Linked DNA regions of Mus musculus: all the other regions are linked to region 1. A link is a contact called in public HiChIP or PLAC-seq and promoter capture Hi-C data. All regions are on one chromosome and are shown on one strand. Each heading gives the region's core, a stretch centred on a gene start, on an enhancer-like site or on the middle of the called end of the contact. The rest is flanking DNA. Distances are from core to core; before and after follow the strand shown. Region 1 holds the start of Apol7a (apolipoprotein L 7a). Region 2 holds the start of Myh9 (myosin, heavy polypeptide 9, non-muscle). Region 3 has its middle 13 kb from the start of Gm35933. Region 4 holds the start of Mb (myoglobin). Region 5 holds the start of Apol8 (apolipoprotein L 8).

Region 1 (5,948 bases), core at 1,497-3,996:
ACAGTTCTCGCAAGGGTGGCTCCCAAGGAACAAAAGAACCTACAGTTTTCTGTTTCCCTGGGCTTTGTCTTATTATGAAGCCTCCCTTGGGCTAGTTCACTGGCCTGGAGGATTGAGACCAGGAGAATTGCCATGTAATGGGGCTGGAAGAGAAAGAGAGAATGGGCATGTTCTCAGAGAAAGAAGAGAAGGAGAAGAAGAGCTCTGTCACTGTTGTTTAATGAAGTTGATCTGTGGCTTCAGCCTCGCTGCCTTCTTCCCCAGTCAAGTCAGAGGACCCCTGTCCTGTTGGGGACACTGGAGAAGGCTTCAGTTTAGGACAAAGGACTGACTCTGCACACAAAAAGAGAGATGGAGAAGAATGTTTTAGTAGGCATCTGCAGGAGGAAACTGTGTATTTATTAATGGTTACTTTGTATATTCATTGTTGGGAAGAGATACCACGACCAGGACAAGGCTTTAAGCCTGCGTGATTGCGCACGCCTTTAATCCCGGCACTTGGGAGGCAGGTACAGGCGGATTTCTGAGTTCGAGGCCAGCCTGGTCTACAGAGTGAGTTCCAGGACAGCCAGGGCTACACAGAGAAACCCTGTTTTGAAAAACAAAACAAAACAAAACAAAACAACAAACAAACAAAAAGAAAGCATTTAACTGAGGCTTGCTTACAGCTTCAGAGGTTTAGTCCATTTATTGTCATGGCGGGGAACATGGCGGCCTGGAGGCAGACAGGGTGTTAGGGAAGTTGAGAGTTGCAATCCAGCTCCACAGGCAGCAGGAAGAGAGAGACACTGGACCTGGCCTGGGCTTTTGAAAGCTCAAAGCCCACCTCTAACGACAATCTCCACCAAGTCCACCCTTCCTAATTCCTCCCAAGTATCTCCACACCCTAATGACCAAGCATCAAATATATTAGCCCACGGTAGCCTTTCCTAGTCAAGCCACCATGCTTACCCTCAGTGATGCTCTGGGCTCCTTACTCTCAGGTAATGAAGTCCTTACATTTAGCTGACGTGAGTGACTATTCCGTGTTGACAGAGTGAGGCCTTGAACCTGGGACTTTCTAATCCATGTCCCACTTTCAGATGAGCAAGCTCCACTGTCTAAAAATACAGCACATTCCCTCCTGTTTGTATCACACGTGTGTGGTGTAGTGTGTGTGCTATAAACGGCTCTTCTGTATCCACAGCGCTGCCTTGTGCCAAGTACCAGGTTCTCAGCTTAGCAAATTCACTGGGGTCACCTGTGGCTTCCCAGGGACCACACCCTCCTTGCTTCTGTGATATCCTTGTCCCATCAGACCCTGGAGTCCTGCCTGGTCCCTGCCGGGCCGTGGGCTGCCCTGGACTCCTGCTTGTCTCCATGACTCCTGGACCTTATCATATGTAAATACTAATGCAGAGAATGTCCTCATTCCTGTCAGTGCCTGCATTTGAGATTAACCTTATGCTATTTGTATAAGTAGATAACTGGGTTAAAGGACGTTCACATCTAAACACAGGCCGTGTGTGAGAGTGTTCACTCCTTGTTCTCACCAGTGATCAGGTGATTTTGCAGAGGGGTGGACCTCATAAAAACAGAAACAGAAACTGCACTGAGATTGCCTTGGGAGCTAAGGAAGAAGGAAAGAAACTGCGGTTAGCAGTATAGGGAAAAGGCGCCAGCCCCTCCTCCTGGGACCTGACTAAACGGAGAATGAATGTACGTGTTGCTATGGTGAGAGCTGAAGACAGTGGTGACTCAGTCTCAGAACCACTCTCCACCCTTCTAACCCATAACTCCCTTTTCTTGCCAAAGCTCTCCAAGTGTCCATGTAGCCTCGTCTGGCCTCACACGCACTGTGTAGGTTGAGAGAATCTTGAACTCCTAATCTTAGGCCTGCACCACCCAAGTGCCAGGATAGCAGCCGTGTCCCCCGACCCCCACCCCCTCGCTCAAGCTTTCCCATACTCACATGAAGTCAAAAGATGATAGGAAGAGAATCTTTTAAGAAACGGAAGAACAGGTCAGAGTCTGAGACATGGCATGTGTTCTGAAGTCCCCTCCCCAAAGGGAAACCAAAGTCAGCTCCTGAGGCCCAGACTCCTGTTCAATGCTGCTAACAGGGACTTGGGACTTTAGGGGACAGGGGTGGAGTCATCTCATCAGTAAAAAAAAGAAAATCATATAAATACAAAGATGCACTTTAAAGCTCACCCAGTGGCCAAAGAATTTACATGTTGGGAAGATGTCTATTGATCCTGCTCTTGGGGCACATCTCTGCTGTAGCTGTCAGGTTGCAGGATGTGGAGTTTTATAGGACAGTCACAACACCCTGCCAGGCCTGTCGGATGCCCAGGTGGGGCCACACATCCATATCTCAAGCAGGCAGCAGAGTGAGCAGAGGAAACCTTGTGCAGGGGTCTGAGGCGAAGCTCAGACTAGCTCGCTTGTAAGGCCAGAGTGGGGTAGGGGGAACTGACCATCTGTCCTCATCAGGGTTCTCTAGAGCAACAGAGCTTACAGAAGGCGCCTCTCTCTGTATATAGAATCTCTGTATATAGAGTTAATATAGATTCATGAATTAGAATGACTCACAGACTCTGGTTTAGCTAGTCCAACAAAGGCTGTCTACGCATGGCAGGTTGGAGACTCCCGTAGCTGCTCAGTCCACAGGGCTGGATGTCTCAGCTGGTTTTTAGTACACTCTGGAATCCTAGTGCCATTGTAGAAACGGACTTGCTAGTGAGGTGCGGCAAGCCGGCAAGAGCAAAAGCTTCCTTCTTCCAGTCTTTATGTAAGCTTCCAGCAGGTGTGGCCCAGATTAGAGGCTGGCCTTACCTTCTCAGTTGGTCTGTCCTAACAGCCATCATAGCACCGAAACAGAGTCCACAGCACACATGGGTGCTGCGCCACCTAGAGGCAAAAACTGTTAGGACACAAAAACTTTTGGAAATGTGTGTAATGAACTTTGAAATACACAGCTGTATGGAGCTAAGTGTGATCGGGAACTGTGTGCGTGCCTGCGTATAGGTTCACTGTGTTAGCATGTTGTTTAAACTGGTTCAAGGAATACCGAATGGCTGAGAAGCACCTGAAAAAATGTTCAACATCCTTAATCATCAGGGAAATGCAAATCAAAACAACCCTGAGATTCCACCTCACACCAGTCAGAATGGCTAAGATCAAAAATTCAGGTGACAGCAGATGCTGGCGAGGATGTGAAGAAAGAGGAACACTCCTCCATTGTTGGTGGAATTGCAAGCTTGTACAACCACTCTGGAAATCAGTCTGGCGGTTCCTCAGAAAATTGGACATAGTACTACTGGAGGATCCCGAAATACCTCTCCTGGGCATATATCCAGAAGATGTTCCAACCGGTAAGAAGGACACATGCTCTTCTATGTTCATAGCAGCCTTATTTATAATAGCCAGAAGCTGGAAAGAACCCAGATGCCCCTCAACAGAGGAATGGATACAGAAAATGTGGTACATTTATACAATGGAATACTACTCAGCTATTAAAAAGAATAAATTTATGAAATTCCTAGGCAAATGGATGGACCTAGAGGGCATCATCCTGAGTGAGGTAACCCAATCACAAAGGAACTCACACAATATGTACTCACTGATAAGTGGATATTAGCCCAGAAACTTAGGATACCCAAGATATAAGATACAATTTGCTAAATGCATGAAACTCAAGAACAACGAAGACCAAAGTGTGGACACTTTGCCCCTTCTTAGAATTGGGAACAAAACACCCATGGAAGGAGTTACAGAGACAAAGTTTGGAGCTGTGACAAAAGGATGGACCATCTAGAGACTGCCATATCTGGGGATCCATCCCATAATCAGCTTCCAAACGCTGACACCATTGCATACACTAGCAAGATTTTGTTGAAAGGACCCATATATAGCTGTCTCTTCTGAGACTATGCCAGGGCCTAGCAAACACAGAAGTGGATGCTCACAGTCAGCTATTGGATGGATCACAGGGCCCCCAATGGAGGAGCTAGAGAAAGTACCCAAGGAGCTAAAGGGGTCTGCAACCCTATAGGTGGAACAACAATATGAACTAATCAGTACCCCCAGAGCTCTTGACTTTAGCTGCATATGTATCAGAAGATGGCCTAGTTGGCCATCAGTGGAAAGAGAGGCCCATTGGTCATGCAAACTTTATATGCCTCAGTACAGGGGAACGACAGGGCCAAGAAATGGGAGTGGGTGGGTTGGGGAGTGGGTGGGGGAGCGTGTGGGGGACTTTTGGGATAGCATTGGAAATGTAAATGAAATAAATACCCAATTAAAAAAAACAGATGTGAAAAAAAATTATTTCCACGATCTATACTCCAAGTCCTCCATAGTTGTGGGATCCAGAATGAGTGGCCTGGCTTCTTCCCTCTGGGCACCTCCAGGATCAGAGATGAGCTCAGGTTTCCTGGGACCTAGTTTCCCTTGGACTCTGGCATGCGTGTGACAGCTGAAGAGAGCAGACATCTCCTAGTGATGAGCAGGGCAGCCAGGCTGAACTTTATTTATCAGAGGGTAAAGGGATATTCCAAGAGGAAAATGACAGTACATAATGCCACAGCTCTGGTTTTGACTTTAAAGGGGAAAATGTTATTTTCCAGTAGTCCAAAGTTTCTAGAATATTCTTTTCTTGTACAGGCACATAGGTAGCACCTACCTGGACTATGCCTTTCTTTCTTTCTTTCTTTCTTTCTTTCTTTCTTTCTTTCTTTCTTTCTTTCTTTCTTTCTTTCTTTCTTTCTTTCTTTCTTTCTTTCTTTTCTTCCTTCCTTCTTCCTTCCTTGTTTTTTTTTTTTTTTTTAGATTTAGTTATTTACTATACATAGGTACACTGTAGCTGTTTTCACAGACCAGAGAAGGGCACCAATTCTCATTACAGATGCTTGTGAGCCACCATGTGGTTGCTGGAATTTGAACTCAGGACCTCTAGAAGAGCAGTCAGTGTTCTTAACCACTGAGCCATCTCTCCAGCCTGCCATTTGTTCTTTCAAACATACCACAGCTCTGTTCACAGGACTGTGCCCCTCCTTCCTGTCCCCACACTGACAGTCGTTCCCACTCAGACTCTCAGAACACCCTCTGCCTCCCTTCTACAGCCCCACAGACTGAAGAGAGGCTCTCTAAGGTCAGGGGTGAAGGCTTGATATCCACCTACTTAGCTTCCTTCAGTCTTTTCTGGGCCTCAGTTTCCCCCGTGGAACCTGGCATACAGACACAAACTCAATGAGAGAATTGGTCCAAGCTCTGGGTTCCTGGAGTCTCACAAGGTCACGAGTACCACCATGCTATTTTTCACCCCATTTATAGTCTTCAAATCCTCCATCCCCAGAGGGCACCCAGAACAGCCACATTCCCTCCGAGGTTCTCTAGCAATACATGATCAGTCTGGAACTAAGTTGAACTCCTTGGTGGTCCCATGGGGTTTCCTGCACTTTCTTTTGCTTGGGGATGAGGAAGGGAAAACCTAACCAGATTCAGGGTTATGACCAGATGCAAATTCATCTCTAGGCTGCTGAACCTGTGACCTGGGCCAATGCCTAAGAGCCCTTCCATTTTAGAGCGGCTGTGAGCATGGGCAGAATTATCTAGTTATGGGAGAATCTTTTCTGGCTGAGGTAGATGGAACACAGTGGTCCTCAGCAGTATGTTCTGTTCCAGGTGTGCACCAGAATTGCAAGCAGAGGTAAGCTCTGGGCTGATATCTCAGCCCATAAAGGCAAGTGAGAGTCAGCCCTGATGAGCAGATGAGGACCCAGAGGACATCCCACTCTGGCACCATGCTCAGTAGAGCCCTCATTGGAGTCAGAGCAGTGACCTCTCATTGCTGGATGCACCTCTGTGGTCTCAGCTGCACTGACTGTGGGACCCTGTGAATCACTTCCCGGCTCTCCCAGGCCTGGTCCCTCTTCCATACACAAGCCATTGCCCGTGCCCTCACC
Region 2 (5,948 bases), core at 2,412-4,911, 440 kb after region 1:
GAGAGCCAATTCCCTTAAGTTAGACTCTGACTTTATTTGCTTCTTTATTGAGAGTTTATTAGGAAAAAAAAAAAAAAAAAGAGCTCTATGAGCCCGTTGCCTAGGCAGCCAGGGCAGTGTTCTGCTGTCACCACAGGACCTGACCCAGGCAGGGGCTCAGAGCACCAGGGGTTAAGGCTGAGAGAGCAACACAAAAGGAAAATGTACTTCCTGCCCTTGTGGCAGAGATGCTGTTTTATGCTCAGTAAATTAGGACGTTTGTTTAATGAAGAGAACACACAGATTCTGTTATTCTAAATATTTCTGGAACATGATGCTTAGAGGAAGCTGTCAAGGCAAGGGGTTTTTTGTTTTGTTTTGTTTTTTTGGGTTTTTTGGTTTTTGGTTTTTTTCTTCCTGGCTTTAGCTTTCTCCCCCCTCCAAAAGAAGGAAAACAACAGCTAAACCCCTCCTCTCCTTTTGAAATAAAGATGTCAAGCTGGTAGGGGCTGTCTTAAGTACTTTATTGAAGGATTAGTGAGAAGAGGAAGTGAGAGGGGAAACTCCAGCCAACCCCGTTTCTACCAGACTAGGGACAAAGCTGCATTTCCTAGTGGGCTTCTCTTCCTTTCAAGGGCTAAGAGATCCTTGTTTTGTTTTGTTTTGTTTTCTAGAGCAAAACCAGGCAAAAGGCAGGCTGTGATTAACATGCACCCTTCCTTCCACAAGAGCGTAGTTGCCTCATCTCCAAACCCTTTGGTTAAAAAGTTCAAAAAACTTAAAAAATAATAAAATAGAAAAACAAGAAAACCAGGCCTTTCTTTCCTCTCCCCTCTCCTGCCCTTCAGACCAGCAGCCCCACTGTGAGTCCCTGACTCTCTCCCCCCTCTTCTCCTGCCCTTCAGACCAGCAGCCCCAGCCTGGTCTACAAAGTTCCAGGACAGCCAGGGCTATACAGAGAAACCCTGTCTCAAAAAAAAAACAAAAAACAAAAAACAGACCAGCGGCCCCATTATGAGTCCCTTACTCTCTGCTTCCCTTCCCCACCCAGGGCTAGATGATACTTCCCAACCCAAGTTGCTAATGCTAGTTTGAGGGGAACCTGGCTCTGCCCACCTCCCCGGCCGTCTAAAACCTGCTGAGTGCAGTAGGAGCAAAGCTCTGGGGTGTCACCCACACAGCAAGCACACTGCCTCTCAAACTACACTCAGCAATCCCTCGATGCTTTTAACTACTCCCCAATTATCCACTAAATGACTCCCCACTTTCCTTCACCACGCGTTTGCCTCGGTTTGCCAAGCCTGAAATGTCTTCCTTCCTCATGGTGGTTTCCCTGCTTGCCCTGGACAGCAGTGGCCCCCTGAGCCTAGGAATTCCTTGAGTCCTTTGTCTGTGGCTAGTTTGGGACACAGCACAAGCTGTCTTTGTATCTTAGTCTACCACTCCACTCTTTAATGCCTTCAAATTTCCCCAGAACACAAGTCTCTTCAGGAGGCCAGCAGGCTCTCCCAGGGTAGCCCAATGCCTCACAGTACCTTTCTGGGGTTCCTGATATCTCCCCTTCACACTAGTCACTGGTTTGTCTCAGAGTGCCGGTGAGCAGGGGCCAGGTCTTACTCAATTCACACCCACCCCACCCCGCCCCCACACACACCACCTGGCAAAGTCCCTGGCAGAAGCCCGGTTAAATATTTGCTCAATTACACATCTATAGGCCCTTCCCCCCTACCCCCACCTATAACAACCTGGTATATAAATTGACTGATATTGAGTGATTGTCTACACGGGGCTTCAAGCAAATTGCCTCCTTAATAGAAAGGGAGGGAGGCCTCCAGGTGAAGTTATCAGCTTGGACTCTAGACAGTGGAGTCAGAAATGGCTACAATGTTTCTGTGAACAAGTTACCTTTTATTTATTTATTTATTTATTTATTTATTTATTTTTGCTGTTTCAAAAAGCTTTATTTTCACTTGGTCAAGGCTTAGGAGGGGCTCCGGGGCGGGTTACAGATCTGCCTAGTGGCTTGAGAGTTCTAGATGGAGGTCCTGAGATTGACTGGCTGGCATACAGCAGAGGAGGGAGTCCTTTGGGAGGCAGAAACCTCCTAAGTCGTGCTTGAGAGTGAGCCACTCTTAGAGATACTTGGGCCAGTCTGCGTTGGCTAAAAAATACGGAACTCAATGCATTTGCGTGTCATCCTTACGCAGAGGCCATGCTAATCTGTATCGTTCCAATTTTGGTATAGGTGCTGCTGTAGGAAGCACGCAAGTTACTTTGAAATCTTGCTAATCCAGAAAACCGCTCAGAGAACTGAGAACTCGATGGACCTCCCTGTAGCCCAGCCGAGGCAGCCTCCGGGTCTCCAAGACCTGGGACTTCCCAGGGACCTTTTCCCTAACACCGCTGGGTGGGGCCTTAGGCACCCGCCCGAGCCCACCCAGCCTTCAGTTTCACTACAGCCCGCAAGCAAGTCATAGAGGGTACTTGACTCAGTTTGCCTGGGAGAGATGGGGACCCGGAGGAGCGGGGTGCAGCTCCTGCCTTAGGCGTGGCTCCAGAACAGGATGAGGTGAAGACCCTAGTGCAAGGAAGTGGGGGATGTCTTCAAAACTCCGCCTCTCATCAAACATAAAAGATGCGGCTGCCCGGCCTGGTCTTAAAGTCAGGGCCAGCTCCCAGAGACTGGCCCGGGCGTGGCGTCCCAAGGTGCGGTGGAAATCAGGTGCACGCCTGCCCGGGCGACGGGGCAGCTGCCGGCAGACCCAGGCCTTCTGACCTCGGGCAATAGAAATCCAAGGTTGAATGAGGTCAGACGGGGGGGTTCTTTTCCTGCGCCCTGAGCCCCTCGGCAGCTGGGACCCCTTTTCCCACGCACTCTGAGTACCTCTCCCCGCCCCCTCCCGGCCCAAGGGCTGACGGACAAATGAGGAAGTCCGCAGCGGACGGCGGAAACCGTGCCGGGCGCAATGTCTGCGGCGGGACCGACCGATCCTGACTCAGGAGGACGCCCTGACAGCTGCCAAGCGGTCCTCGCCTGCCCGTTACCTCCCTTTGCCAAACTTACAAAGGAGCTGCTGCCCCGTGCCCACGAACGCATCCGGCCGGCTCGGCCGAGATCTCCGGGACTGCTGCGTCCCGGAAGGGGTTAAAAAGTTTGCCGGAGCTGGCCGTCGGGGAGGCGGGAGTGCAGAGGCGACAGGAGCAGGCCGAGCTCCCAGTGCCCCGACCGGGAAGGGCATCCTGTAGGGCCGGGGACTGCGTCCCCCGGTTCCCTAACCCCGAGGCCTCGCTGCCTATCACCCCTCGGGTGAGGATGCGGAGTCCGGTCGCACCCGACCGCGCTGAAACCCGCCACGCGGAGGCCGAGAACCACAGGGCCGTCCGCCCCAAAGGACTCGAGTCTTGTCGCCGCGCGCGCGCGCTCGGCAGCTCCGGGGCGGGACATACCGGCAAAGCTCGCTCACCTGAACCTGGGTCTGCCCGGGGAACAGGCGCTGGTTCTTCCGAGTGGACTTTCTCGAGCGCTCGGGCGGCGCGGCGGGGTGGGGCGAACGCGAGACTGGAAGCTGCAGCAGGTCAGGTTCTTGAGCCTTCCGTGCCCTGCCCAGGAACCGCGGTGATCTGCGCGCCTCACCGCACCCAGCTCTGGTGCGCGCCGCCCTCCCTGCCCCGCCCTTCCAAGAGGAGGGCGGGTCTACAGCTCGCCGCCGGCTCGTGGGTGGAGCTTCCAAGAGTCCCCGCCCTCTCCCCACACTGCCCAATCCAACAGGAGTCTGGCCTAAACTGACAGATTTTCGGCCTATAAACAGACAAGAGATGGAAGCCGGAGTGCTGAGATTCATCCTCCCCATCTGTCCCCACCTCCGCCCACCCCACCTTCCACCCGCGCTTCCTAGGCGGGAGCCACGCCTTGTTGGGCGGGTCCAATGGACAGCCAGGTTACAGGACCAGGATTGACGCGGATTTCATCCAATCAGAAGCAAGCGGCTCAGGCGCGCTGGGCTCCTGGTCCCGGCTCTGGTGTGCAGCTTGGGCCGCGCCGGGGCCGGAGGGAGCGTACTGGGGAGGTCTGAGGCTCTGACACTCCGCCCAGCGAACCGTGTTTTCCCTTCGTCCTGTCCTACCAGGAGAACAGATATTAAGTACCATATATGGGAAAAGTGGTATTTTACATAATTATGATGGCTGTGGGGGCGGTCATGGCTTCAACCCTGCATTCCGTGTGGGCGTCCTGAGTTCGATTTTGGAGCCTGCTCGCGGCTGTCCTCCAACCTCTGAACCTTTGCTCTGGCTAGTACCTCTGCCTGGAATGCAGTCTAAGCCACTCTTAACCTTTGAATAATTAACTCACACACATCTCAGATATTTGTCACTAAATTATTTTAAGGGTAGATTTCATTTGTTTTATTTTGGTTACTAACCACGAGAGGATTTTTTTTTTCATTTAAAAAAATGTACTTTGCCATTAATCTATCAGGAATTTGTCCACGCATTATTTTCTGCCCAAATTGTCCGTTTCCGAGTTGTGTCCATTGATCTATGTGGTCGATCCTGCAGCACGTCAATGCTTTCAAATGGCTTTATGAAGGCAAATTTCTCGTCATTGCTCTTAACTGTTGGAATGTTCTTGCTAACACAGTTAAAATGATCCTTCCATATAAACTTCAGGGAAAACTTACATTCTGAAGCCAAAAAGCAGCTAAAGAAAGAAAGAGATTTTGCAGCCCAGATGACCAGTGATTGCTACCCACATTACAGCAAAGACTGCTTCCCAGTTGATAAGAAAAATTTAAAAAATTTTTAAAAGGCTGAACCATCCAGGGGTTGTGGGTGGTATACCAGAACTCAAGAGGTCTGAGGTAGGAGGGGGAGTTCAAGACTAGCCTGAACTACACAGACAAGCAGTTCAAAGGTGTGAAATATATAAAGCCAATAATTACTTTTAAAACTAATCATCAAGAGACTGGAGATGTACGGGCAGTGGTGGCCCATGCCTTTAACCCCAGCACTCGGGAGGCAGAGGCAGGCAGATTTCTGAGTTCGGTCTGCAGAGTGAGTTCCAGGACAGCTAGAGCTACACAGAGAAACCCTGTCTCGGAAAAAAAAAAAAAAAAAAAAAAGCCCAGCATTGTTAGAGCCGGTGAGGAGGTGGAGCTCATCAGGTGCTGACAGGAATACGCATGCGCTTCTCCAACCACTTTGGGAAAGTGGCTCCACTAGGCCTGTAGCACACACCTGTGATTTCAGCGCTGCAGAGGGAGGCGCAGGAGGAGCTACTCTTGGCTACATAATGAGTTTAGGGCCAGTCCCCGCTAAGCACGCCTGTCCTTGGCTCTATTTACTAAAGCTTGATAGAGACCTCAAGAGTTCCACTCCGGGCTGGTGAGATGGCTCAGTGGGTAAGAGCACCCGACTGCTCTTCCAAAGGTCCAGAGTTCAAATCCCAGCAACCACATGGTGGCTCACAACCATCCGTAATGAGATCTGACTCCCTCTTCTGGAGTGTGTGAAGACAGCTACAGTGTATTTACATAAAATAATAAATAAATCTTTAAAAAAAAAAAAAAAAAAGAGTTCCACTCCGAAGCATTTATCCAACAGAAGATGAGTATTTAGATCCATCAAAGGATGTTCAGAAACGTTCACAGAAGCTTAAAACTGCCGAATGGCTCAACAAGTAAAGGTACCTGCTGACAGACCTGTATTCTATCCCTGGGACTCCCCTGGCCAAAGAGAAAGCTTACTACCTCAGCAGCAGGTTTAGTGGCTCATGTCCTAAATCCTAGTACTCAGCATTTTTGAGGCAGAGGTAAGCTAGAACTCATGGGCTCCATGACAGCCCCGGGTTATGTAATTAGACCCCGCCCCCCCCACACACACACAAAAAGAAAAAGTAGTGAGAGAAAAGTCACTCGATAGAAAAAAATGGAACCAGACATAGTATTTCCTGTTTCTAATTCCAATACTCA
Region 3 (5,948 bases), core at 1,529-4,028, 420 kb before region 1:
CAGGAATAGCCACTACAACAGGTAAACATATACAAACATGTAAATGTACACTGTCTTAGTTACTCTTTTATTGCTGTGAAGAGACAACACAATCAAGGCAAGACTTATAAGACGGAAGCATTTAGTTGGGAATTGTTTACAGCTTCAGAGGCTTAATCCATGTACCATCACAGCAGGGAGTATGGAGGCACTGAAGCAGTAGCTGAAAGTCACATCCTGATCCACAGGCAGAGAAAGGGGGGCAGGGGCTGACTGTGCCTGGCATGGGCTTCTGAAACCTCAAAGCCCACCCCCATTGACACACTTTCTCCAACAAGGCCACACCTCCCAATCCTTCTAATCCTTTCAAAAGTTTCACTTCCTGGTAACAAAACATTGAATATATATGAAACTATGGGTCCATTCTTATTGAAATCACCACCCCACATAAACATACAATATATGCACAAATACACAGACACATGTCTATATGTAAATATACACATGTACATACATGTGTGTAGGCATGTGCACAGTATAACTATTCCACATACACTTGTACGCACACATGAATATACTATATGTGTACTCACACATATGCACACACATAACTATAGACATGTAAGAAATATATACATATACACACACAAAATATGCACATATAAACACATAGAGATACAAATATACACATGTGTACATATATGTTTATTCTGTGTACATGTATATATGTGTATGTGTGCATATTTGTATTTGTGTCCATGTACATATTTATGTGTGTATATATGAATGTTTATGTGTTTGTACATGTGTATACTTAGGCATGTGTGTACATATATATAGTTATATATGTACATGTGTATGTTTATATGTTTATGTGTGTATATGTGAATATTTATGCATGCATACATGGTATATATTTTTGCCTGTGCATGTGTATATTTGTTTCTGTTTGTACATGTATATTTATGTTTGTGTTTGTACAGATATATATTTTATGGTTTTTTGTTTATTGTTTTTATTTTATATGCATTGGTGATTTGACTGCATGTATATCCATATGAGGGTGTCTGATGTGGTTGCTGGGAATTGAACCCAGGGCCTCTGGAAGAGCAGTCAGTGCTCTTAACCTCTGAGCCATCTCTCCAACCCCTCAACTGTTTCTTTTAGAGGATTTCTGGATTTGGGAAAAGTGATACAGCTTGTCATGTGGTCTTGCCCTTATTGCTGGGGGACTCATTTAGCCATAAAAGGACAGCTCTACAGGCTTTGAGGACAGTGATAAAGACACACACCCTTAAGCACCATGCCTGTAACCTGAGGGCAAATTCTATCATAGACCCAGCCCAGAGTCAGATAGAGACGCCCATCAACACCCAAGGAAGCATGGTAGAGGGTAGTCTGATGTGGCTAAGGGAAGCCATCTTATCTTAGCGTTATGCGTGCCTGCCTGGTCACTCTGCCCTATCCACCCTCAATAGTCACACTCACCTCGGTGAGGGCCCTTGGATGGTCCATAACATTGACCATGGTCTAAACACAATATGTGGTGTCTGGAAGATGTTGCTGCACCTTGCAAAGATGTTACTAGGCCACTCCAAATCCCTCACTAATGTAATAACTCCCTAAGCACTGATGTAATTGTGGTTGTCTTTAAAAATGCTGTACCCCTGAGCTTGGAGACCAAAAGTTCTCATATCAGAGGGGTGAGCCCACTCTTGGTCTGGCCATTAAAAAGGACTCAGAACTTTTTTTGTTTGTTTGTTTGTTTGTTTTCGAGACAGGGTTTCTCTGTGTAGCCCTGGCTGTCCTGGAACTCACTTTGTAGACCAGGCTGGCCTTGAACTCAGAAATCTGCCTGCCTCTGCCTCCCAAGTGCTGGGATTAAAGGCGTGCGCCACCACGCCCGGCTTGACTCAGAACTTTTATTGACTTAATCCGAATGACTGCCAGTAAGTCTCTAGCGTGGAAGTAACTATCATTTCATTTGGAGGCCCCTGTTGAGCTCCCCCATGCTCTGTGGGACTCAGCCTAGCTCACACCTTCCTGGCCATGGAGAGGCTACAGGGTGGGGGGTGCCCCCTGACAGACATTCCAAGGCTCCTCTTCTCTGGAGAGGTCTGGCTGGAGTGACTGCTGTGTGTCTAACACTCCTCAGAGGTGAGTCTGGTTCTGGCTTTTGGTTCTGGCTGAGGAGGATAAACCCCCTCAGGGAGCCTTCTGGATAAAAGGGATAGCCCCCGACGGGGAGTCTTCTGGATAAGGGGATAAGCCAAGAAAATCTGCTTTGGGAAGAAATTTTCTGATCAATTTCTTCCCAGTCCTTCCCACTGAGTTGGGACCCCAGTAGTGGAGACGTGCGTTATGATTCCGCCTCTCAGGAGAGATATGGTTTCGGTTCTGCTTGAATGGATGGATGGATGGCCAACTGTGTGAATGATTAAATGCCTGACAAGCAAGTTTAGCCTAGGGAGTTAGTTGTTGATTTGATTTCTTGATTCTGTTGCTTGTGGACATTGACTCTGACATTCTGCTAGTTTTTCAGGATTCTGCCAGTAGGTGTCGCCCTCTCTATGCTGTTACTAGTTCGTATCCAGTGTCCCACCCCCCATCCCCACCCCCACCCCCTTCCCGGGCTAGAAATGTCTTCTTTTTTCTCAAAGATTGGAAATTTCCAGGTCCTGGAGCCACAGCCCCTACCCCTCCCGCGGCGCCTCTCGGGCCCGGGGATCGACAATGGAGGGTGGTTCTGGAGCCGCGGTCGGGCCCGAGCCCGGACCTGTTTCACATGGCAAAGTCCCCGGGACTTGAAGAGGCTGTGCTCACTTGGGCCCCGGCCCAGTCCCATCCCGGATGCGGAACTCCTGGTCCTGCAGGGAGGACGGAAGATCTGCAGAAGGGCTTGGGGGGGGGGGGGGGCGGCTGGGGGAGGGAGAGGTGGTGTACACGCCCTGCTCTGGTTCTGGCGGGTAGGCTCCTTGTCGCCAGCCTCCGCCACCTGTCCTGCTGCCTTCAGAGGCCAAGGAACCTTCTACTGGTCTCCCTTCCCTTTGTCTACAACCTATCTACTCCACTTCTTGCAGATTCTTCCTTCTCCCGCTCAACCTCAGACTCCTCCATGAAGTCCCACCGCACCCTGCCCACCTCCGCACCCCACCCCTACTTCACTGGCTTCTCCTGGATCTAAACTCTTTGTTTCCTTAACACCACCCCCACCCTCGGCTCCGTGGCTATTACTGGTCACGTGGCGTATCTGGTTTCCCCAACTTCTTGCACTTCCTTCACCATCTTTAGTTTTCCTCTTGAGAGCCCTCCATGCCCTGGATTCAGGTTCCAGCCTCTGTTTTTTGTCACTGGAGGCACCGCCTCATCATGATTTAGAGGAAGGGCACCGCCTTTTCCTAGTCTGCTTCAGATCCCTATAACTAGAAGACTCAGATCCGAATACTCCATTTTAACTAAGTCCCAAGCCCTAACTGCCCTCCTGCAATCTGTCGTCCAGACCTGGCAACTCCTGTGTGTTGGGGATGTTTGGAGCAGAGACTTCTAAGCCTCAGTCACTGGTTTGAATGCTTTTAAAGTAGCTTTTCCATCCAAGCATCGTGACTCGGACCCCGTACAGCACGTACACAAGTTCCCAGGCCTTGGACACTTTTCACGGGTATCTAATGACTAGAATTCAGGTGCAGCTCAAAAAACTGCCTTAAGTCTTAACTGTTTAAGACTACCGAGGTTCTTTGGGGTCCAGAGGAGTCTTTTGGGGGCATTTCTCATGATTCAAAGAAACTTTCAGAATTTATACTCCCTTTTCCCCCCTAGGGAAAACCCTAGGCTGTTAAATTTGGCTTTTGTCCCTCGGTCAGCTTCGGATATCCGAAAAATCTCCAAAAGCGAAAGGGTTTTACAGGGCTGGATACCTGTCGGTTCATCAAGGTGGCCCCAAAGTCTGCAATAACTGAGCACGGAAAGGCAGAGGTGAAGCTGTCTTGGTGGCTGGTGAGCCACAAAAGAGACAGGCAAAGGTTATAGGTTATGCTGGCTGCTTTCCTGTCAACTCACTTTGTGTGTCTTACTGGTCAGACTGCTCATGGCCAATGGAGAAAGCCTCAAAAACAAACAAACAAACAAAAAACAAAAACAAAAACAAATGACTAGTTACCAATAAAAGATGCCAGTCTGGGGAGCCATGGACACCATTAAGGACAATCACCTCATGCCAGCGTGGACAGTCAGCCTGGGTCATAAGCAGGTCTTCTGTAGTGGCCCCAGACTGCCCTTCCACCAATCTTTGAAAACCAGGGACCACTGTAAGAAGGATCCAAATGGAAACCATTTTGAATACAACTTCCATTTTGAACAGAGATGAAATAAAATGTAAGTTCCTAAGACCTCCCTGGGTAACTTGCTTGGCTAAGAAAGACATGTGTGTGGGTAACTAACGTCCTGGTTGGCAAGGTAAGCCGTGAATGTTAAGCAAGTTACCCTAAACCAACCAGCGGCATGAGTCTGTTCTTCGGCCCCGATCAATCAGAGCCAGCCGGAGTACAATAGATTTTTGTAATCTGCTTAAACACTACGGCAAATGTTCTTAGATGTAGTCAGGCTCCTGAGTCTGTGATGTTGTCCCTAATTGGTCAGTTTTTGCTGCCTAATTAAGATAAAGAACTTGCTTTGCTGGCCTCTTGTGACTGCTTGTGCTGTTTTGGGTTTTTGTACCCAACACCACCGCCATCTTTACTCCTCAAGAAACTAAACTTTCCTTTGCACCTACTGCCAACTCAGTTTAACTGTCCGTCTGTCTGAAGAACATCTTCTAGCTCCCCCAGACTCCACAGCAGACACAAAGCCAGACCCAGCAGCCCTGCTCCAGGACTTGCAGCACATCACCCACCAGTGTCCTGGGGTATGGGTTGAGAATCTCCAGGCTTGGCAGCACATCACCCACCAGTTGTAAGTCTCTTGGCTATAGCTACCCCTGTAAAGGGTCTGGCAATATCCCATGAACCAAAAGGCTGGAAATTGCTCCCTATATCAAGCGGCTGTTAGACACTAACAGTCTCACCTCTTGCTAGTTGTCTTGGAATTTGCCTTTCCTGCCTGTCCATAAATCAGGGACCTCAGATTATATCAGCCAGTCCAGGCTCTCTGAGAGGTAAATAAGTAGACTTGAACTATTCTTCCTATTGTTCCAAATCTATATTCTTCGCTCAGCCTCCTCCCACTAGACCTCCAGGTCTATACAATCCTGGGCCTTAAGGATCCTTTCTCTATCCTGTGGTGCCAATGTGCCAGCCATATTCACCTTCCATTGGACTGATTCAATGTCCAAAGAGACCAGCCAGCGAATCTGAACATGACTACCTCCCGGGGCTCAAGAATTCCCCTACACTCTTTGGGAAGCATTACAAAAGAAGTAACAAGATTCAGGGTGTCACGCCCTAATCCAAAGCTGCTCCAGTATGTAGATGATCTATTGGCTGCAGCTGCCACCGCCATCTGTTTGAAAGATACAAAAGATTTGCTCCAGCTGCTCCAGACATTGAGATGTCCAGACTCCGGAAGTTCAGGGGGGTTGGGGGAGGTTCAGCTCTGCCAAATGGAAGTCTCCTGTCTGGGATACAAAGCTTGCTCAAGGCAATAAACAAACAAACAAACAAACAAACAAACAAACAAACCTACCTCTCTGCTCTATGGGAAAGGAAGCAATCCTACAGATCTCCACTCCCTAAACCAAGAAGCAGGTAGGAGAATTCTTGGCGGGTTGGGTGGGATATTGCAGGCTCTGGTTTTCTGTGTTTGCTAAAAAAAGCCCAGCCCCTTTATTCTGGCCCTATAGGAGACCAGCCTTTAAAGTGAACTGAAACAGAGAAAAAAAGGAAAAAAGTTTTCAGGAAACTAAATGGAGCCCTGACGCATGCCCCATCTTGACCCAGATATAATTAAACCATCCTACCTTTTCATCCAGACCCTGG
Region 4 (5,948 bases), core at 2,181-4,680, 380 kb before region 1:
TTTAACTAGGCCCTATGGCTTCCCCCTCATCCTCTGGGTGACCACTTGGGCTCTGTCCCTGTCACACAATGGCATCCCATTGTAAATGATAGTATGCAGACCCTCCACCCCCCAACACATGTTCTCAGAAGCACACACACATATGTGTGTATTCTAAGAAGCACACACACACAAACATGCAAGTCTGTTCTTCACGTGGGTGAAGAGCCATGCACACAGGCTGGTGCCATGAAGATTGGCTGGGCCTGTCCCCGGTCCTGGTTGTATTACAGAATCACCCCAGGAGCCTATCCAGAGTTGTGTGCGTCACTGACAGCTTGTCTCTGGCACTTTGTCCAGGGTCCCTGTGCTCCTGACTATTATTATCTATCGACAATGACCCTTGAGTTCCTGCTGACAGACGGGAGGCCTGACACCCACAGGTGAGCCCAAGGTCACCAGGCTGGATGGGGCCAGAAGAGGGACTCAAGGCTGTAGGCTTTAGAGATACTACACTGTGGTTCTGGGTTGGTCTCCAGGGTCCTGTGGGATGCCAGAACAGACACTCGGCCTTTCTTCGTCTTAATCACTGAGTGTAAACCAAACTGATTTCCCAACCTCTAGAAGGATTACCCTACCCTCACCTTTGCCCAGCACTGGGCAGAACAGCATTAGGCTTGCTCACATTATAGGAGGAGAGGTACAGGTTTACAGGCTCCACACAGTCACTTGCTCCCTGAACCCTGAGTTCCACAGATGGAGTCCCGGGAGAGGTCCAGAGCCCGTATCCTGGATTCCCCTGAGCACAACTGATTCGGTCCCTGTTGAAGAGACCAAGGATAGTTTCCCAGGGTTCCTTTCTTCATCATGTTGCCAGGACACCAGGCAAAGCATATACAGTCTGTCTGGTCAGGGAAAGGAAGATAAGCCTCTCTGCTTGTCTTCTAAACAGTTGCCCAATCAGACTCCATCTTAGAAGCACACGGGGTGGTAGATAGAAGGGTCACCAAGAGCATGGGCTACAGCCAAGTGGCCTGAGTTTGAATCCTATCCACAGTCGTATTAGCTGTGTGATTTGGGTCAAGTTGCTAAACCTCTCTGTCAGCTGTGATACGTGAGTTCATACTTAAGTTCATTAAGGTGATCCAACACAGGGCTTGCTCTGTGAGACTTCCTCCCCTTCCTCTCCACCTTCACCTCCATTATCACCACCGGGAGCCTTTTTTTAGGGGCGGATCATCACTGGCACAGGCTGTTTGTGACTCTCTGAGGCAGTTCTCATTGTGTGAAAGGTTGCTGTCAATACCAGTCATTTCCAAACCTTCACAGCTCCAAAATCCTTTCCCCAGCAAAAATGTCATCATGAGGGTTGGGAAGGTGGTTCAGTAAGAACATCTGCTGCTCTCCCAGAGGATCTGAGTTCACTTCCCAGCAACCTCACAACAGCTCACAACTGTCTGTAACTCCAGTTCCAGAGGATCCAATGCCCTCCTCTGGCTCCTGGGTATTGCATGCATATGATGCACATCCAGATATGTGGACAAAACACTCACAAAGTAAATTAAGTACATCCTTTTTTTAAAAAAAATGCAGGTATAAATAAACCAGAAACTATCTGACCATGAAGTGGTGAGAGAACAGCCCCTACCACCTGGAGTGCAAAGATCTTTTGCTTGCTCCTCGTTCTAGAATTCTGTGCTTACCAGCTCAGACCTCAGAGTTCTGCTAAGGTACTTGCAGAAATGACCTTGCTGAGGTCAGCGGGTGAGGCTGGGGTCGGTGTCTGGGACTGGCTGGGAGCCTAGTGCCATGGGACACTTGCTACCCTGAGAGTTGGCATGCCACCCTGGAAGACCACTTCCCTGTGCCCCCAGTGGAGAGGGCTGGAGCAGCTGGTGTGGCGCCATGACCCAAGCCTGAGACATGATAGGGTGTTAGACCCTTGGGCCTCCCAGGGTCAGCAGCCTTGGCATTGTGCCCCACCTGGCACCAGGTTCTGGCAGGCCTCAATTACTCCCCTGGGAAGGGAAGAGTATCTCTCTAATGGCACAATACTCTGAGTCTCCTTCAAGCCCCAAGTCACTGCCCAGGCCCTGGCAGCCTTGGAGGCTTGCAAGACTCCGTCCTACCAGTCTTGCCCTCAATAATCTGCTGTCCACAACAAAAAGAGAGTACGGGCTCCAAATCTCAGGGCACGAGAGTGGACAGGTGGTCTCAGCTCATGACAAACAGTCCAAAGCAGAAATAGGGCCCAGAGAGGAGAGACAACTTGTCCAAGGTCACATAGGAAACCTGTGGCCTAGGAATTTATGCTAATTTGGAGTGGGAGTTAGTCCAGTTAGATGGCTTGTAGGCCCAGCACTTAAGGATTGGGGGGAGAAAGACAGGCAGGAAGAAGCTGAGAGACCAAGGTGTTCCAGAAGCTGGTGAGCCTCCTTCCAGCTCAGCTACCTAAAGGGCTCTGGCCTTAGATGACCTTGCTCCCAAGCAGAGGGGTTAGAAACAGACTAAGGGAGTATGCAAGAATGTGAAGATCAGGAGGGGAACTCACCCTAGATCATAAATAGCAAGGAATTCATTTCCAGACTACAGCTTCACAGACAGTGCAGGGGCTGCTAGCAACAGAGCAATCTCCTCCCCAGAGCCAAGAATTATCAATCATGCATATCCCATCAGGCTTCTGAGGCAACCAAGCCCAGGACCCCGGGAAGAGTTCCAGCCTCTGGGTGAGCAGTGAGGCCCTGTGTATGAGCCTCGCCACCCCTCCACCCCTACCCCCTTGCCCAGGCTCAGAATCTGCAATTTTTCTGGGCATGTCTAGGAATCCTTTGCAGCCGAAGGCAACCACATTACCCAAGCTTTCAGTCCACACTAGTAGACGAGATCTATCACTGCCCTCATTATTCTGACTCTCTGCCGTAATAGGATTCATCTGGTGGACTGTTTGATGCTCAAGCTTGCTTTGGTTGCTGACGTCAGCGGAGATGGATAGATCCCCCTTTTTATTTCTCTACTCCAGTCTCCAGCACTTAGAAGCAAGTGAAATCTGACCTCATCATTGCAGCCAACTGGTCTACCCTGCCAGCTTCCACCTTGTCGCCATATGGTGAACCTTGGCAAACAGGTATTGAGATAAGGGTCTCTTCCTCTTACCCGATGAGGACTTCCTGTCCATGGCCAGCAAGGTCGGCCTCCACCTTCCCCCAGACATTCAGCACCAGCTGCCACTCCCCATCACTGAGCCCCATGGTGGCTTCTAAAGAGGACAAAAGGAGAGAGTGTGGGCTGGCTGTCAGCTGAGATTTGAGGCCACCTGGTCCTGAAGGGCTTTTATACCTTCCCAGATGCTAGTCTGGCCAGGATCACTGGGTGCCACATGCCCTTCCTGCTACCGTGCTCAACCCTCCAGGGGTCTAATCTCTGCCTTTCTCTGGCCCTCACATGGGCAGCTATTTTGGGGCAAGTGCCATTGTGGGAGCTAGGACAGCTTGGGGCAGTAGGGGGTGGGGAGGGGGAAGCAGCCAGGTCACTGTCTGGACTTGCACAAGCCCACAGAAAGGGCACCGAAGCCACTGCCAGCAGCTGAAACCCAATTCTCCCCCTGTCTGCTGCCCCACAGGGACTTGTCATGTTTCTAAGCTTGGGCACAGGCATCTTGCTGACCCCTAGAAGTCTCCTCCTCTCACTTTCTGACTGCTTTTGTTTATTTAATACGTGTGTGTGTGCATGTACATGTACGAGAGAGAGAGAGAGAGAGAGAGAGAGAGAGAGAGAGAGAGAGAGAGAGAAAGAGAGTGCGCTACAGCATGTTTGTAAAGGTCAGAAGACAACTTTCAGGCATTGATTCTTTCCTTTCAAAAAGACCCAGGAATCTTACTCAGATCCTCAGCCGTGGTGACAAGTCTTCATACCCACTAAGCCATCTTGCCACCCTCTTCTTACTTTGCTGATGCCCTAAGCCCAGCTGAAAGTGGTACAAAGGAGCCACAACAGGTCTGTGCTTGTGGCTGAACCAACCAAGACAAGTCTCTGACTTGAAGAATGCCCAGCTCTGAGCTTGCTCCTGGCTTTCTCTGCAAGGTTGTGCTCCCATGCTCCATGAAACCCTCAGCTCCTCCCATTCCTTGTGATCTCCTACCCCACCACTTCCCTTGGTGCAGCATGTGGCACTTCCAGCAGGGTGATGGCAGCCAATACTCCCGGACTCTGCCAGGCACAGACCCTCTTCTCTTTGCCATGTTCTTTTTTTTTTTTTTTTGGTTATTTTTTTGTTGTTTTGTTTTTGTTTCTGTTTTGTTTTGTTTGTTTTGTTTTGTTTTTTCGAGACAGGGTTTCTCTGTGTAGCCCTGGCTGTCCTGGAACTCACTTTGTAGACCAGGCTGGCCTCGAACTCAGAAATCCACCTGCCTCTGCCTCTGCCTCCCAAGTGCTGGGATTAAAGGCGTGCGCCACCACGCCCGGCGCCATGTTCTCGAAATTCCCTGAGAAGTCCTTAGGGTAAACACTGACATGGTCCCCAGGATGATAACACATAACACAGATGGCGTTTGACTCTAGTGAGTCTGGACTCATAGTTCATGCTCTTGAAAACCTCATTTGGGGGCTACAGAGATGGTTCAGTGGGTAAAGGCAGCGGCCTCCAAATCCAAAGGCCCGAGTTTCATCCTCAAGACCCACGTGGTGGAAGAAGAAAGCTGATTCCTGAAAGTTGTCATCCTCTGAATTCCATGAGTGTGTGTGTGTGTGTGTGTGTGTGTGTGTGTGTGCACGCGCGCGTGTGCATATAAAAATAAATTTTAAAATATTTTGTATCTTGTGAGGGATAATAGGGTCTGCTTCATTCATAGTATATCTTTTGAGCTCCACACAGGGCTCTGTACCTAATTTGAGCTGAAGAAATAATGTTGATAAAAGGTAGGTAGCTTTATAAGAAAGAGAATGGACTGAGTTTCCATCTATCTGTCCACTCTACCCATCCTTCACTTGTCCATTAGCCAGTCAGCCGGCGGTCAGCTGTTATCCATCAATCCATCTATGCATTTATTCCCATCCACCAATTATTACCTATCAATCAATCCATTCATCATCCATCTATTTGTCATCCTTCATCCATCATTCATCCATCTACCCATAGTTTACCCATTATTTATCATCCATCCACCCACTCTCCATTCTTCATCCATGGTCCACCCATCAATTATTCTTTCTCTATCATCATCTCTCATCCCTTCACGCTCCCTCTCTATCCATCTACCCATCCATCACTTACCTACCCCCCAGCCAACAGTCACAGAGTGCACAAAGTATGACAGCCACTCTGTCACACGCTGAAACAACACATTAAGGACATCCTGTGGCCAAGAATCTTGTAGCACTCCCCTGGAGGGTGCTCAGTGCTGGGACGGTCGTCACATAGATACTTCTGTGTGTTCAGGACAGTCCAGATTTTGTCTTGTCTAACTGTGTGGCCCTGACTGGCTTGGGATTTGCTGTATAGCCCAGGCTGGCATCAAACACAGCAATTTGCCTGCAATTGTCTCCTGAATGCTTGGACTAAAGACATGTGAGACCACACCCAGTGGCTTGTCAGGTTTTAAAGTGTCTCCCTGGCAAGATCCCATCCAACTACCAAGTGAGGAAGGGGGTACCATCCCACTTATAATGTAGCTCAGAAAGAACAGGTCACTTGTGTCTGACTATGTTGGGTCTACTCTGGGTGTGTCAGCAGAGACTAGCCATCCTTCATGACTCTTCAAAGCAGTGGCTCTCAACCTGTGGGTTGTAATCCCTTTGGGGGTTGAACAACCCTTTCACAGGGGCCGAGTACCAGATACCCTGCATATCAGAAATTGACATTACGATTCCTAACAGTAGCAAAGTCACAGTTGCGAAGTAGCAACAAAAAGAATAATGAGGAACTGTATTGAAAGGTTGCAGCATTAGGAAGGCTGAGAACCATTGCTCGAGCA
Region 5 (5,948 bases), core at 2,284-4,783, 360 kb after region 1:
ACTGAGCCACCGTGAGTGAGTGAGTGAGTGAGTGAGTGAGTGAGTGAGTGAGTGAGTGAGAGAGTGAATGAGTGAGTGAGTGAATGAGTGAATGAGTGAATGAGTGAATGAGTGAATGAGTGAATGAGTGAGTGAGTGACTGAGTGAGTGAATGAGTGAATGAGTGAGTGAATGAGTGAGTGAGTGAGTGAGTGAATGAGTGAGTGAATGAGTGAGTGAATGAGTGAATGAGTGAGTGAATGAGTGAGTGAGTGAGTGAGTGAATGAGTGAGTGAATGAGTGAGTGAGTGAGTGAGTGAGTGAGTGAGTCTTCTAAATGTGAATGGCTCCAGCAGAGGAAGTCTTTTGAGCAGTGTCGGGAAGCCACAGCAGAAAGCTCCACAGTTGACCTCAAGGGACAGGTCACACATACATAAGGACATTAAAAAGAACATAGAGGACCAGGGTTCAATTCCAAGCACCCACATGGCCGCTCACAACTGTCTATACTACAGTTCCAGGGGATCTGATACCCTCACATTGATATGCATGCAGGAAACATACAAATAAACTTACATAAAAACAAATAAATATTTTTTAAAATTAAAATGTGCATAGATAGTTAAGATGTGTGCTAGGGGTAAAAAAGAAAATACAGTCTATTTCATGTTGAGATGTGGGTCTCATCCCCACAATGTATCATAGTTGAAAATATCCTAAAATCAGGAAAATCTAGGATCCAACTTCTGTTCTCAGGCATTTCCTATACTAAAGAGCGCTCAGTCGTTACCATTTGGTGTCACTTCTGACCTGCAGGGGAGTAAGAAATCTAGGTCAGCCTTAAGGACAGTGTGTGGTCCAGCCTTCCGATGGCTCTCAGCTTCACTGAGAGACGCCAGCACACTCACAAAGCACAGTTCCGCGTGTATCCATGGAGATGCTTTGGAGAACGCCACCCGTGTGAACAAGGGCACTGGGTGAGGAAGACACGGGGGGTGGGGAGAGGAACGAGGGTGCACCATCTGCAGGAAGGGGAAGAGAAACCAGGAAAAGGGGAGGAAGACTTTAACTGTGGGTGACCTGGACAACTCAGCTTCCGCCACAAAGGCCTCCCAGGCTCCATCTTCGGTCAGCAGCAGCCTCAGGTCTTCCCTGCCCGATGTGTGCTGCAGGTACTCAGCGGCTTCCTCAATGAAGGTTCTGTCTCCTGGATGGAAAGGAGAGTAAGGCAGGAGGATGGACCGGAGGAGCTTGAGTAACACCAAGCTAGAGTCAGCTTCCCAGGATGCCCTGGTCCCACCTAAGGAGGCGGGGTAGGGAGGAGGTGAGTCCGGGCTGTACTCCCCGAGGATAGAGCCAGGAATAGACACCCACCCCTGGAGAGCTGGTGTTGGGAGAATACCTATAGTCTCCCTTGAGTCTCCCCTTCTCTGTCCTCAATTTCTCTGCATGAGAAATGCAGAGAAGTGCAGTATGGAAGTCTGAGCCACAAGCAAGAAGACGCCAGGGGAGTACAAGTAACTACCTGGGGCATCCTCGCAGTCTGAAGGGTCCATGGTGTCAAGTGTGGGGGTCTCTGGTCCATCCAAGCTGCAAGAAGAAGACAAACTGTGCAACAAAGGGGGAATCACTACAGAGAAGGCAAACACCTAAGGGCTGTAGCCCACTGTTCCCTCCACAGTCTCTGCCACAGACCAGACGCTATCCAGAGTGTTTCTCTTCCCTGGACTCTGCAGAAACCTGGTAGCATCTGGTTCTAACTGTCCACCCCAAATCTCCCACTCCAGCCAAGGTGAAGGTGCCCTGTCCCACTGGAATCAGCTGATGGTGCGCTTGTAGGAAATAATTGACTTTGTATACAGAAGGCAAGAAGAGGAGGGATGCTCTGGCAGCCCTCTGAGGGTAGGAACACATGGGAACTGAGGGTGAGAGCTGGTGGTGACTGTCTGGGACACGCAGGGCTCCTTAGGCATCCACCACACGGTGACCCCATCTCAATGTAGAGGGAAGACCACGAGGCTAGCTAGCATCCCCAGTCTTCATACCAGCACGTGAACTCTGGCTATTCTGAGCCATGTCCCTCCCCCGCCCCTTGACTAAGCCTGGGTCCCTTAAACTCTAGCAGGCTATCCTCCTGTCCGTGTGCAGCTTCCCATCCACAGCAATGCCTGTGCCCTTCAGGGTACAAGTTCACCACTGCCCAGGGCTCGCTTTCTCTCTCTCTTTCTCTCTCTCTCTCTCTCTCTCTCTCTCTCTCTCTCTCTCTCTCTCTCTCTCTTTCTCTCTCTCTCTCTCTCCTTGCTTCTGCAGGGTCCTGAATCTAACCAGGGCTTAGAATCCTGCCACTTCCTGCCTTTGTTTCAGTACTTGCTCTGGGCTGCCCATCTGCCATCGCTAACCATGGAACCTCACGTCATAGCCAATCCTTTATGTAGACAGTAGTGCAAAGGACATTCTCCTTTAATAGAACTTTGTCTGCCTTTCAGATTACCTCTTCAAGATCTGTCTAGAGGTCTGGCAAAATGGTACAGTAGGTAAGGGTGCTTGTGGCTAAGGCTGATGGGCAGAGTTCAATCCCAGACCCTCATAATGGAAAGACAGAGCTCACTCCTGCAAGTTGTCCTCTGCCTTACACACACACACACACACACACACACACACACACACATTTGAAAAATAAGTCTAGGCTGCTGTGGTGGCACATGTCTTTATGCCAGCACTCTGGAAGCAGAGGCAAGTGGATCTCTGTAAATTTAAAGCCAGCCTGGTCAACAGATCAAATTCCTGGCCAGCCAGGGCTACACAGTGACACTCTATTTCTAAAAAATAAAAACAAAACAAATAAAAGAAAAAGAAAAAAGAAAAATACAAAAAAAAAAACCTTAAAATAACTAACTTACTTTGTAGGCAGAAAGCTAAAAGTAGTTCTGTCCCACTGGGATGGTGTGTGTGAGGGCACAGTAAGAATTGTTTCTGGTGGTATTTTCCAGGCACACAAAGGCCTGGCAGAAACAGCAAGAGGCCTGCAAATGTCCCCCAGTTCACCAGATGAGATGAAGTGGCCTTTACACGTGTGTCTGTCCCTTTTCTGTCTTCACTGTCATTTTTTATACTGCCCAGCTCTGCATGCACACAAGGTACACTGAGAAAAGTTTGGTCCAGCAACCCATTATAGGGTTAACTACCACAGGGTTAATTTAACCAAGACTTGCCTGGCTCCCCTCACCTCTATGGAGCTCTGTCAAGGCACCTACCACCTGCAAGAGCAACAAAGGGGAGCATGTCTCAATATCTTCTCAGATGGTTCATTAATATTCTTTCCTTTCATAAGCAGATAAAATCTTCTCCATTTTGTTATTGTTGTCATACTTGTGACTACTCACTCCCCACCCCCAGGCAAAGACGTTCATAGGCAAGGAAAAGTCCCCAGTCTCCATTCTTTGGCCCCTCAGGAAAGCCTTGCACTGACCTGGTCCTGTGCTGCAGCTGGGTGCTGATGTGGGCATGGTAGACCTCTTGATGGGGGCTGTGACTCAGTTTACAGAAAGGCTGTTCTGGGAAGGACTGCCCTGCCCTGCCCAGGCCTGCCCTGCCCTGCCCTGCCCTGCCCTGCCCTGCCCTGCCCTGCTCCTGGCTGGCTGTGCAGCCCTGATAGGAGCCCTCTTCTTCCCAGCTGGAACCCGAGCAGAGTTGCGCAAAGCAACCCTCCAACCCCATCCCTTCTGATGGTTTCAGGGCATCCTCAGAGCAGGGAGGGAGGGAGGGAGGGAGGGAGGGAGGGAGGGAGGGAAGACACCTTGCTCCTTCTAAGGGGTCCTTGATGATCTCTCAGGGTCAAGTTGAATCCCCTTTAGTCAGCACTCCAGGCCTCAAGCCCACTGCAGTCTCCCCCCTCCCAACCAGCCCCTGCTTCTATCATACATACACCTTCAAGTCTATCCTGCCTCAGTGACCATGACACCTCCGTGTCTTTGCTGTGGCTGACCCTGTAGTGAGACTTTCCCACTCCACAATGGGACACTCCTGTTCTTTCTGCCCCTTCATCTTCCCACAGTGGCTGTGGCACCTGGCTCCCACTGTAGAGACTCTAACCCCACCCCACAGGTGGGCAGTGGCCTTGGGGGGGTCAACAGCACAGGTGATGTATCCATCGGTTGAAAACACAGGTTCCTGGTGGGCAGAGTGGAGACCCATGCTGGCCCATTTACTCTGAGACTGAAGCACTAAGTGGGACCTTAAAAGGCCACATTGGTGGCACAAACCTAGAATCTCAGCACTCAGGAAGAAGCTTAGATGAAAAGATGATAGGTTTAGAGCCAGACCTGGCTATATGGGGAGACTAGAATTTCTACGGAATTAGCCTGTGCGTTTCTGCACACTCAGAGTCTCTCTCTCTCACACCCAATGGTCTACTCAGTGATCTTAGGATTGCAGAGCTGGTATTGCTCTGGGGATGGTGTTTGGCAATGTGCCCCTCTTAGTCCCCACACCTTGTGTCCTTGCCTATCCAGACACCCAGGACAGCTCCTGCTTTCTGCCTTCATCCCTCACATACTGATAACAGGAGTCAGGGGAGATGTGAGCCTGTGATCCAGCTGACTAGTCTGCCCTTGGCAAATCACCCCACTACTGACTGGGCCCTCAGTTTCCTCGCCCCCCATAGGCCCTGAAACAGAGTGATGCCCAAAAGGACAATTGGATGAGAGCTTTTGGGCTGTCCACATCTTTAGGAGCCAGATTTAGTCCCTGTCAGACAACCAGGGAGGCAGAGCCAAGATTCAAACTAAGATAAACATTCTGACATGTGGCACTCATAATCCCCCTTTTTGCTTCTGGTAATTTTGGGATCATTTTTTTTCTATAATTTCCCTTCCATCAAGTTTTCACACACACACACCCCTTACCTGGTACCAATACCAGGATTGATATTAATATTAACTCAACAGCCAAACAAAAGTACTTCAAGGTGCAGAACCAGGTAAATTCCCCTATGAGCCAGAGAGCAGTAACGGAGACCTTCTAATCAGAGCATGGAATAGACCAGAACATGGTCTCTCCAACAGTCTTGGATGGAACCCCCTGGATAGGACTCACTTGGCAGGTTAGGGCATAGAGATCTTGAACCCTAGAAACTCCTCAGCATCTGAAAATCTGCTACTCAATAGCTCAGCTTGACTGGTGGCATCCGAAGCAAGTGTCCCAGGATGTCCTGCTTGACATCTCAGCCTAATCTTTGGCAACGACGGCCACGGGGATCCTAACGCAAAGGAAACAACCCTGAAACTGGGGAGCAAGTCAGGCAGGGTACAGCACCATCTAGTGGATGGTGGAGGGATCAGCAGCCAAAGCATCGGGCCACCATGATCACTCCCATCCCAGCACTCACTGGTGCAGACAAGCTACGTTTTAAATGCTTGTCTGGATGCTACACTGGCTGTCCCAAGACAGGCACCCTCCTCTCGGAGAATGCAGAAGGGGACAGGGACCTGCCAACTGAGCACTGGGCACGGGGCTTCTAATGTACTTAAATGGTCACCCCAGACTAACCTGTCAGGACTGCAAAACACGGGAGAAAAAAAAAACATCTCCCTCATTGATAGCACTGCATGACAGCCTGGGAGTGAGAAGGGCGACCACTGCTCCCAGCCACCACAGCCTGGCCACCAGCCTCATTCAGAGAACTGTCCTGTCTTTGCTCAGATGGGATGTCATGTCTCCAAATGTGATGTGTCAGCTTCGGGATTTAGAATGAATGTAAAAATGACAGGATCTAAATCACAATTATTGGACTTTTGCAATGACACACAAGTAGCACTGCCCTCGGCTTGATGCACATATAATGGTCAGGAGCATCAGACACACCGGCTGGGTGAACACAGCAGCTCTGGGATTCTGATTTCAGACAGGCAAGTTAGCAACCCAAGAGGCTGGAGTTTGCCTCCAGACTGTCTAGCGCTGAGGATGAGAGG

The links. HiChIP or PLAC-seq counts read pairs in DNA pulled down with a chosen protein or histone mark. Capture Hi-C pulls out chosen DNA fragments and counts their contacts.
Region 2: a FOXA1 HiChIP or PLAC-seq map of pancreatic cancer cells shows a contact between it and region 1. The contact joins the promoter of Myh9 here to the promoter of Apol7a in region 1.
Region 3: a contact with region 1 is called in an H3K27ac HiChIP or PLAC-seq map of embryonic stem cells, with 7 times the contacts expected there. The contact joins the enhancer-like site here to the promoter of Apol7a in region 1. A contact is called at or near these places in 1 of 39 promoter capture datasets (embryonic stem cells), 1 of 15 datasets of contacts at CTCF or cohesin (embryonic stem cells), 4 of 115 datasets of contacts at active chromatin or transcription factors (bone marrow-derived macrophages, embryonic basal ganglia, embryonic stem cells and 1 more) and 1 of 9 other capture datasets (adipose tissue).
Region 4: a promoter capture Hi-C map of adipose tissue shows a contact between it and region 1. The contact joins the promoter of Mb here to the promoter of Apol7a in region 1. A contact is called at or near these places in 2 of 115 datasets of contacts at active chromatin or transcription factors (embryonic stem cells and extraembryonic endoderm stem cells) and 3 of 9 other capture datasets (adipose tissue, liver and macrophages).
Region 5: a promoter capture Hi-C map of adipose tissue shows a contact between it and region 1. The contact joins the promoter of Apol8 here to the promoter of Apol7a in region 1. A contact is called at or near these places in 6 of 39 promoter capture datasets (the 3T3-L1 cell line, 3T3-L1-derived adipocytes, embryonic stem cells and 1 more), 2 of 484 Hi-C or Micro-C datasets (liver and round spermatid), 1 of 115 datasets of contacts at active chromatin or transcription factors (pancreatic cancer cells) and 3 of 9 other capture datasets (adipose tissue, liver and pancreatic islet).

The regions. Positions count from the first base shown.
Region 1 is chr15:77,396,364-77,402,311 of GRCm38.p6, forward strand. It overlaps Apol7a (apolipoprotein L 7a), which reads right to left and starts at 2,747. Exons shown (of 5, transcript NM_001164640.1): 1 at 2,575-2,747.
Region 2 is chr15:77,838,514-77,844,461 of GRCm38.p6, forward strand. It overlaps Myh9 (myosin, heavy polypeptide 9, non-muscle), which reads right to left and starts at 3,662. Exons shown (of 41, transcript NM_022410.3): 1 at 3,444-3,662. It also overlaps the pseudogene Gm22107.
Region 3 is chr15:76,971,358-76,977,305 of GRCm38.p6, forward strand. No RefSeq gene overlaps it. Among named protein-coding and RNA genes, the nearest start is that of Gm35933, 13 kb to the right of the region's middle. Within about 2 kb of position 2,779, at least 164 of the 459 cell types and tissues checked have an H3K27ac peak or open chromatin away from gene starts, as enhancers often do. A contact at or near this core is called in adipose tissue, embryonic stem cells and pancreatic cancer cells, where this site is marked.
Region 4 is chr15:77,019,357-77,025,304 of GRCm38.p6, forward strand. It overlaps Mb (myoglobin), which reads right to left and starts at 3,431. Exons shown (of 3, transcript NM_001164047.1): 1 at 3,133-3,431. The coding sequence starts at 3,227.
Region 5 is chr15:77,751,740-77,757,687 of GRCm38.p6, forward strand. Apol8 (apolipoprotein L 8) reads right to left here and starts at 3,534. Exons shown (of 4, transcript NM_001081970.2): 1 at 3,449-3,534; 2 at 1,505-1,569; 3 at 1,060-1,186. The coding sequence starts at 1,535.